Regions from separate parts of the Zea mays genome. Here regions 2 and 3 are each linked to region 1. Evidence: chromatin contacts called from public Hi-C data. All regions are on one chromosome and are shown on one strand. The core of a region is the stretch at or near the end of the contact, and the rest is flanking DNA. Distances in the headings are between cores, read along the strand shown.

Region 1 (2,985 bases), core at 270-2,769:
CGTAGGTAGGAACCTTGTGGGGGTTAAGAGAGTACTTCTTGGGCGATATATCAGAGGGTCCTATTGAACAACTATAGAGCTGACCATGGTTGACTCTGATTGACTTGGATTGATTGGAGAAGATTATGGGAGTTGAGAAATAAATTTAGGGTTCTTGTCCTATAGAGGATGAATAGAAGGCCCTTCGTTGAAGAGATAAAGTTGTCCATTGTCGGAGAAGAGTTAACCCAGAGTTATGACTCAGTGTCATGGTAGAAAAGTTCGGTGATTCAATCGTACGACGGGAAGGGCTTACACTAAAGTCCTACGGGAGATCGGTGAGTCTTAGAGAAACATTGCTAAAAAAGTTTAGTTTACAACTACAATTGGATTGTGATAAATATAATTTATAGCTAACTTAATATTATTAATTTTGTATCTTAAATATTAATATTTTTTATATAACATGAACTAAAAATCGTTAAAGGGGACAAGTGTAGTTTTGTATAGATCAGTAAGTACACGACACATGTGTCATCCTCCGTTCACGTTACCAGGGCGGTGTAGCCTTGTGACGCAGTTGCACACGCTGACAAAACCGGCGACATCACGTTCGAAAGCATGGTTAACAGCAAGCCCAGAAGAGGAAACGCGCACCGATCTCACTCTCACCCTGCCTCCAATGCAATAGCCGGCCTGGCAAGCTGGTTCGGTGAAAAGTGAAAACAAAGTCAATAGGACGTGCTACAGATTACTAATAGTACAGTCAACTCTCTCGACTGACCCGGAGTCCGTGGAAGGATGCCCGCCGTGGACACCCTCGAACTCGTTACCGGCTCCCCCACCGACATTGCGGCCCCATCAGTGATCTGTCCCCCACCAACCCTTCCACCACGCCGCGGCGGTATAATAACCCGGCTTCCTCCCCAATTCCGCCACTCCTCAGCTCAGGCGAGCAGCGGAGCCGAGCAGAGCCTCGAGATCCCGCCCACCATTTGCCCTCCGGCCGACGCGGAGCCGATCGCTTCACCGGCAGCGAGGACGATGGGTTCCGTCGCGGAGGACTCCACCGCGGCAGCGGCAGCAGCGGCGTCGGTAGTGTTCCGCTCCAAGCTACCCGACATCGAGATCCCGCGGAACCTCTCGCTGCAGGCCTACTGCTTCGAGCGGCTCCCCGAGGTGTCCTCCCGCCCCTGCCTCATCGACGGGCAGACGGGCGCCGTGCACACCTACGCCGAGGTGGACCGCCTGTCGCGCTCCGCGGCGGCGGCGCTGCGCGGGCTCGGGGTGGGCAGGGGCGACGTGGTGATGGCGCTGCTCCGCAACTGCCCCGAGTTCGCCTTGGTCTTCCTCGGCGCGGCGCGGCTGGGCGCCGCCACCACCACGGCCAACCCGTTCTACACCCCGCACGAGATCCACCGCCAGGCGGCCGCGGCGGGGGCCAGGGTGGTCGTCACCGAGGCCTGCGCCGTCGACAAGGTGCGCGGGTTCGCCGCCGAGCGCGGCGTGCCGGTGGTCGCCGTCGACGGCGCCTTCGACGGGTGCCTGGAGCTGCGGGCCCTGGTGGACGCCGCCGAGCCGCTCGCCGCCGACGAGGAGGTCGGCCCCGACGACGTCGTCGCGCTGCCCTACTCCTCCGGCACCACCGGGATGCCCAAGGGCGTCATGCTCACGCATCGCAGCCTCGTCACCAGCGTCGCGCAGCAGGTGAGAGCGGGCGGAGATCCTCGTCCCTCCTGCCGCCGCTGGCCTGCTCCCATTCCGTTTCGGTCCCGTTAGTTCTAGCGCGAGGAAATTTTTTTATTATTTATTTCAGTTTCCTGTGCCTCTTCGATTCGAAGTGGCGTGACGGCGCCCACGCTTTCCAGCTCGGGAGGATTTTTTCCCCTCTCCTACGCGCTTTTCAGTCGGCGCGAAATAGAACGATCATTTACCACCCCGTCATGAGCCGTTTAATGCGACAGCCTGTCTCGTGGCTAGCCTCCCGTGGGCCGCGGCTGTCAGTAGCAGTAACTCTAGGCAGGCAGGCAGGCAGCCAGAGGCCCAGAGCCAGCTGTTTGACAATCTCACGATCCGGCCCGAGATCCGTGCCGATGTACAGTACTCCGTACTAGTATTATGATTTTAATGGCGCGCTAGCGTTCAACTCGATTTGACTTGCGGGATGGATTTTTTCAGGTGGACGGCGAGAACCCGAACCTGTACTTCAGCAAGGATGACGTGGTGCTGTGCGTGCTGCCGCTGTTCCACATCTACTCGCTGAACTCGGTGCTCCTGGCGGGGCTGCGCGCCGGCTGCGCCATCGTGATCATGCGCAAGTTCGAGATCGGCGCGCTGGTGGAGCTGGTGCGCGCGCACGGCGTGACCGTGGCGCCCTTCGTGCCGCCCATCGTGGTGGAGATCGCCAAGAGCCCCCGCGTGGGCGCCGCCGACCTCGCCTCCATCCGCATGGTCATGTCCGGCGCCGCGCCCATGGGGAAGGACCTCCAGGACGCGTTCATGGCCAAGATCCCCAACGCCGTGCTCGGCCAGGTCTGTTCGCGCCCCCCACAATCCTCCACACCTCGTAACCACGCTTCACGAATCAACGAAATGCCGGTTTCGTGATTAAGTGCATGTGCATGTCCACAGTGGTAGCAGTACGAGTAGTATTATTATAATTGTACACTGTAGTAGCATAGTGAGCGCGCGAGGTAGTGAAAGGGATGAGATAGAGAGTTGGTGGGGGGTAGCATTAGCGTACGCCCGCGCTTTTGTCGTGTTTTTTTTATGGCTGCATGACCACTCGGGTTTGCTTGTGCCGCCTGCCAAGGCGACGTCTCAACCACAACGAACGCCTTTACGCCGGCGCTCTGTTTGTTCGCCCGCGCCTGATGGAGGCGCTAGTGTGGTGTGGTGAAAGGTCGGTGCGCACGGCAAGCCCATGATTCCGGTTGCCGTCTCGCTAAGAAAGCATTTCGTTCAACCACTTGTTCCGGTCTTTTCCTCCCAGACTCTGGGTGGGCG
Region 2 (2,985 bases), core at 287-2,786, 250 kb after region 1:
CGGCTCTAACAGACTGGGCCGGATTCTAAGTCGGGTTGATTCATCCCGCCCAGAAAGAGGCCGGGAATAGGCCGTTCCGGCCGAAACGAACGACGCCTTAGTTGATTTATAGCTCTATCCTCTATGGATCTATCTACCTGTCTGTTTTGCCGGCCGAAGCATGCATCATGCATGTGCTGCAGCACAAGTCCGGGGCGGGGGGCATGCCCGAATTTTTTGCATTTTGGTCCTTCATCGGAAAAAAATTCACGTTTGGACCCTAGAAAATTTTAATGTCATTTTTGGACCCTTTACTCGGCGTCGTAGCCTGTGGCGCCGAGGTAACACAGCTCGGCGCCATAGGCTATGGCGCCGAGGTACGTGTTGAGTTGGCACAAACGGATGTCGTGGCGCCGACGTGGTACCGAGCTCGGCGCCATAGATCATGGCGCCGAGCTCTATTCTGTACAGAAAACTTGTCTAGCTCAGTTGGTAAAATACAAGGCTCTAAACCTTGTGGTTGTGGGTTCGAGCCCCACGGTGGGTGTTTTTTTAATACTTTTTGTCTTTGTCACATTTTTTTGTTGTCCATATTTTTCGTTTATGTCGCTGATTTATCCGTCGTGATTTATTTCTCATCCAGTTTTATTTTTGTGACTGATTTGTTTATTCGTCCAGATTTTTTTTATCCTGCGAGCACAACAGCTGTATATGCAGTAAATTCTAAAATATATCATCCATGAGACAAGTATATAATGGAGTATACTTTTATTTAGTGCAGAAGAAAAAAAGATGATTATGTGTGCTTCTTTTTACTGGGAATATGTTATTATGTATTTAAAATTTATGTTCAAAAGAACTCAATGAAAATATAATATTTTTATTTGATCACGATTGAAGTAAGAGTGTTCTCATTTGATTTTTATTGTGGTTAGCTGAGCAAACAAGGGGAGAAGTTGACGGCTTGTGAGCACTGTGGCACACAGCTGCTGTGCTCGCCGGATAAAAAAATTTGGACGAATAAACAAATCAGTCACAAAAATAAAACTGGATGAGAAATAAATCAGGACAAACAAATCAGCGACATAAACAAAAAATATGGACAACAAAAAAAACAAAAAAGTGACAAAGACAAAAAGTATTAAAAAAAACCACCCACCATGGGGCTTGAACCCGCAACCATAAGGTTAAGGGTCTTGTATTTTACCAACTAAGCTAGATAAGTTTTCTGTATAGAATAGAGCTCGGCGCCATAATCTATGGCGCCGAGCTCGGCACCACGTCGGCGCCACGACATCCGTTTGTGCCAACGCAACACGTACCTCGGCGCCATAGCCTATGGCGCCGAGCTGTGTTACCTCGGCGCCACAGGCTACGGCGCCGAGTAAAGGGTCCAAAAATGACATTAAAATTTTCTAGGGTCCAAACGTGAATTTTTTTCCGATAAAGGACCAAAATGCAAAAAATTCGGAGGGCATGCAGGCTACTGCAGTATAGAGGGCCTGCTGCTGTGCCTGGGCTGCATGTCGACTCAAGGCAGCATGCGAGCGCGGCAGTCACAAGACGATGGGCTTCTCTCTCTGCTCTCAATCTCAATTCTCAACTTCTCCGGGCCTCCTGGGCTCAACCATCGGCTGCTGTGTTGCCAAAAGCATCTGCCGGCTCTTTTGCTTTCTTTCTTTTCTTAACAATAATCCACCTCAGGACTGGGTCGGTTAGATGTTAATTCATATGGATTGGATATAATTAAGTCAGTTTAAATTTATAGCAAGTTAAAATCTGCTTCAATACATCTTAGTCCGCTTCAATCCTTCAATCAATGTGAAAAAGAAATAATCGAACAAAGCCTGACACGGACAGGTATACACGCCATGCATGCCAAGATGGGCGCAAACAGGGACAGACCCAGAACAAAACAAAAATGAAGGCACACTTCTAAGGATAGACACCAAAATATTAGAGCGAGGACATTTTAGTTAGGTTCAGCAGAAGATTTAATGGTAAAAAATCTAGACACTAATACTTACAATAAAGAAATAAGCGAGGCCTAGACCCTCACCCCCTTATATGTAGGTCGCGCAGACAGCGGATCCTAGCCATCACTTATCGCCAACGCAAGGGCAAGACTGTGAAACAAACTTAGAACGGCTCTTGGGTGCAGGCAGGAGCCGTCTATTTGATCAATCACTCGGCCGGCCTTTGTATCTGTCTCTGTCGATGTATGCATGTGACTTGGAAGCCAGGGATCGTGAGCTCCCCTCAATTATTGGGCCTCTTTTATGTCTGTCCGAATCTCGTGGAGCTTGGAGCCATATGCCTGGTCACTTGGCACGACAGACAGGGAGGCCACCTGTCGCGGGCATGGCCACATTGCTTGCCTGCGCTCATCGCCATTTCTCCGAGTCACAGATTATTCTATGCGATTAATCGCGCATCAAGCTGGAGCACTCCTGTGATAGCTAGTGACTTGGTACGTGATCGCCTGATGGGGTGATCCAGATCTGGTCAACACTAGTACTATCATTCATTCCTCATGATCCTGTCTCCATTCTCACCCACCTTTCTGGTATAACTACCCCCGTTCTATTGCAATTGTTATTGTTATATTAATATTGGTGCTTGTGAGCCATGCCGTGAGGCGAGACTTTTTATCTGGCTTTCATTTGGTTACTTCTCCCACCCCAGAGAGAATCAAATCTTTATCTTTACTTAATACAATGAGCGAATAAATTTTCTCTACGACGAGAAATAAATATTTTAAAAATAGGGTGTAGGGATTCGAATGCTACCCACTAGTTTTAAGTGCTCGGTTTCTACCATTACAACTCATGTCTATTTATGTTATATGAATGTAAAAGTACATACTAATAATTTTAAAATACAAAAAATATAACCATATTTTAATAAATATCTTATTTAAACTAGATCTATCTATATGATATGATATATATAAAGACCTTAGCAATTTACAAGCAACTAACTAGTGAGCCCGTAATGCATGAGACT
Region 3 (2,985 bases), core at 280-2,779, 130 kb before region 1:
CGGAGTACTGGGTGTAGTGGAAGTTGACGTAGTATATACGTACCTAGGTAGACTGAAGTGCAGCACCAAGCCAAAGTTGAAGAAATAAAGGAGAAATATTGTTAGTGATCGAAGTATGCATGCATATATATATATATGCCTTTTAATTTGCAGGTTTCTTGGATCAGTGTGACATATATACCTTGCCGTCCTTTGCGGCTTTGGCCCTCCCGGCGGCAGCTGTTGTCCCACAGGTGCGCCTCATATCTCCCCGTCCACCGGTGCCTGAAGCATTACCCAATATCAGGGTCGGGCCTTAGACATGTGCGACAAGTGTTATCTAGTAAACCTTTTACAATTCAGAATACATGAATTCTATTACAATGTAATTTCGATTCCCCTGCCCAATATACACAATAGAAGAAACAGATTATCACCACACAGATTTGAATCCAAATAAGCGATGTGGCAGGGCCGCAGGTGTATGCTAAAGAGGGATCAAGCAATAGTGATATAAAATAAATAAATCTAAAGTCAAACAAGACGCAAATTACTCAGTCCACGCGTGCATATATAGAGTTTATTAGGACAAAATACAGTAATTTTATTACAGGCCACGGATTCATCATCGCACATTCATAATTTGACCATTCATACTCATACAAAAGTAACATAAAACAACTTACATAAGAACTAGTAAAAGTAGCGCCGCTCTCATGCATAAGAACTAGGTATATGGCCGGTTCATCAAGATTTGGGCTGAGATGCATGCATGCGTGTGAGTCGGAGGACGTCGTCCGGTCTACTAACCTGGTGACGCCACGGTAGATGGATGTGCGCTGGCCGAACGTCTCGGCGGGCCGCCTCGCCTGGTCGGACTCCGCCCCGGCCACGTCCGTCGACGACATGGCCGCCACGGTCACCGCGCCGGGGTTCTCCACCGTCGTCCCAGCTGGCGCCGCCGGGTAGTGGCGCAAGAACCTGGCTGTGATGCTGCCCAGCTCGCCGCACACAAGCTGGTGATCCTGATCTGCAGCCGCCGCCGGCTGCGGCGGGGCGCCGGCGCCACCGACGCCGCCGAGGAAGTCCTCCACCGTCCTCGGGGACTCCTCCACTGCGCCCTGCTCGTCTCCTACTTGTGTATGAGAACGCACATGCATGGAGAAGACGATCGCTGAGTACATACGTGCGGTGGTGGCAAATAAAAACATCCAGTAGTGCACTCGATCGAGCTTCTTAATTATATTAGTAGTACTGTACATATATGCAGGGAAGAAGACATGAGTAGCAGTACGTCTTACCAAGAGGAGTACCGGAGGAGTTAGAGAAGGCTTCGAGTAGGCCATGGTGGTAGTTGTTGGAGAGGGAGAAGGAGAGCCAATGGTGGGGATAAGCTGAGCTCATGTCCATGTCCATGGAGATCGATCTGCTATAGCTACTGCCTTGTTCACCAGTGAAGAATGAAGCTATACGATAGAATTGAAGGCGCTAGTGCAGCCGTGGGAGGGAATGTGAGCTACCGATGTTGATGTAGACCTGTGCTGCTGTGTGCGTGCTTAGGGGAAGAATGAGAGAATACTATGAGCGATAGTATATATATAGACTCATGTAGAGAAGTTGAATGCGTTGCACTGTTGTAGCCTCAGCGCTGTCCCCTGTTTTAAAAAATGCAGCTCTTGCTTTTGAGAAGGGGGACGAGAGGCTGGCTGGAATACGGCCAAAACTTGATGAGAGACGGGAGGGAGAGAGATAGAGAGCACAAGGGCCAAGAAGAGTTGGAGTAATTAAAGCGAGTGATTTAGGGATAAGAGCGAATAGTTTAAGGCCAGCCTCGTTTCGGGAATCCAAAGACGGGGAGAGTAATGGGCGACAACGTGGAGGTGTTCCATGGGGTCGTCTGGGCGGTCTCCTTGACCCAAATGGAGGCCGCTGTCCCCCCCGCATGCAGCCCTAGCTAGCTGCCTTTTTGTTTGCCATCTACGCAAAACCCTCGCGTGCTGGAGCAGGAGCAGGACTACTGTATTCGATCGAGATGATCAGCTCAGCTGAACAGCTGCATTGTTTTCGCTTGGAGTGTTACTAATACATTCATTCACAGGCTTGCGGTAGCACTACTAGTACTCTCAATGCTCCTGAGAAGCTTATTTCTGCTCGTAACACCTTTGTTTTTTTAGAATGCAGTGAACCAAATGGTGTTGGTTTGATCGTTCTCTAGCATATATACTACTAGAGATGGCAACGGACCCATTATTACCCGTTACTCGGTGGGTAATTACTCCATTAGAGGACTGATTTGATTGCAATTTTTGCATCCGCGGGTTTGATAACGGTAAAAAAAGAAGATCCAACGGATAGAGCGGGTTTGGATATGTATTCATTAAACCCTTACATGTATATCTGTGTATAAAATACCAAGAATTTTAGCCTATCTAGCCCATTAATTTGCCTGGTGTTGACGCCTTTTTGGAGCGCCAAACACTCAACAAGAACCGGTGGCGGTGCTCTCTGGTCAGACGCGGACGGTCCGCGGCCAGGGGCCGGACGGTCCGCGACCTGGTGCAGGAGCACGGGTTCCCTGCCTGACGGCCGGACGGTCCGCGCCCTGGGGCCGGACGGTCCGCGCGTGCGCAGGGGCGGCAGATGATCGCCGGCAGCGCCTGGATCTCGCTCCCGGGAGGGACCCCGTCGGGGAGGAGAGATCCTAGGAGTTGTCTAGGCTCGGGCAGGCCGACCTAAACTCCTCTAATCGACGTAGAGTCGAGGAGAGGCGGAGAATTTGGGGATTGGAAGGCTAAACTAGGGCTAAACTAGAACTACTCCTAAGATAAAATGCGAAATAGAAGTTGTATTGATTCGATTGTTGGGGGGTTCAATCGGCCGTAGCCCTTCATCTATATAAAGGGGGAGGTCTGGATCCGTTTCCAACTGTTTCCCGAGTTAATCCCGCGGTTTTAGGCAACAAATCCCGCGAGAAACTAGGAACCCTAACTGACTCTGCGCGCGCGG

Evidence for each region. Hi-C and Micro-C count contacts between places; a contact is called where the count stands out from the background.
Region 2: a contact with region 1 is called in a Hi-C map of ear, with 2.9 times the contacts expected there. The contact joins the enhancer-like site here to the promoter of LOC100382272 in region 1. A contact is called at or near these places in 6 of 25 Hi-C or Micro-C datasets (bundle sheath, ear, endosperm and 2 more).
Region 3: a Hi-C map of ear shows a contact between it and region 1, with 4 times the contacts expected there. The contact joins the promoter of LOC103638861 here to the promoter of LOC100382272 in region 1. A contact is called at or near these places in 6 of 25 Hi-C or Micro-C datasets (ear, endosperm, leaf and 2 more).

Annotation. Positions count from the first base shown.
Region 1 is chr9:112,211,822-112,214,806 of Zm-B73-REFERENCE-NAM-5.0, forward strand. It overlaps LOC100382272, which reads left to right and starts at 1,520. Exons shown (of 6, transcript NM_001175023.1): 1 at 1,520-1,686; 2 at 2,158-2,511. The coding sequence starts at 1,630.
Region 2 is chr9:112,462,760-112,465,744 of Zm-B73-REFERENCE-NAM-5.0, forward strand. No RefSeq gene overlaps it. Among protein-coding and RNA genes, the nearest start is that of LOC100502532, 80 kb to the right of the region's middle. Within about 2 kb of position 1,537, at least 17 of the 20 cell types and tissues checked have an H3K27ac peak or open chromatin away from gene starts, as enhancers often do. A contact at or near this core is called in bundle sheath, ear, leaf and 1 more, where this site is marked.
Region 3 is chr9:112,082,890-112,085,874 of Zm-B73-REFERENCE-NAM-5.0, forward strand. It overlaps LOC103638861, which reads right to left and starts at 1,530. Exons shown (of 9, transcript NM_001112598.2): 1 at 1,281-1,530; 2 at 790-1,111; 3 at 182-264; 4 at 44-52. The coding sequence starts at 1,395.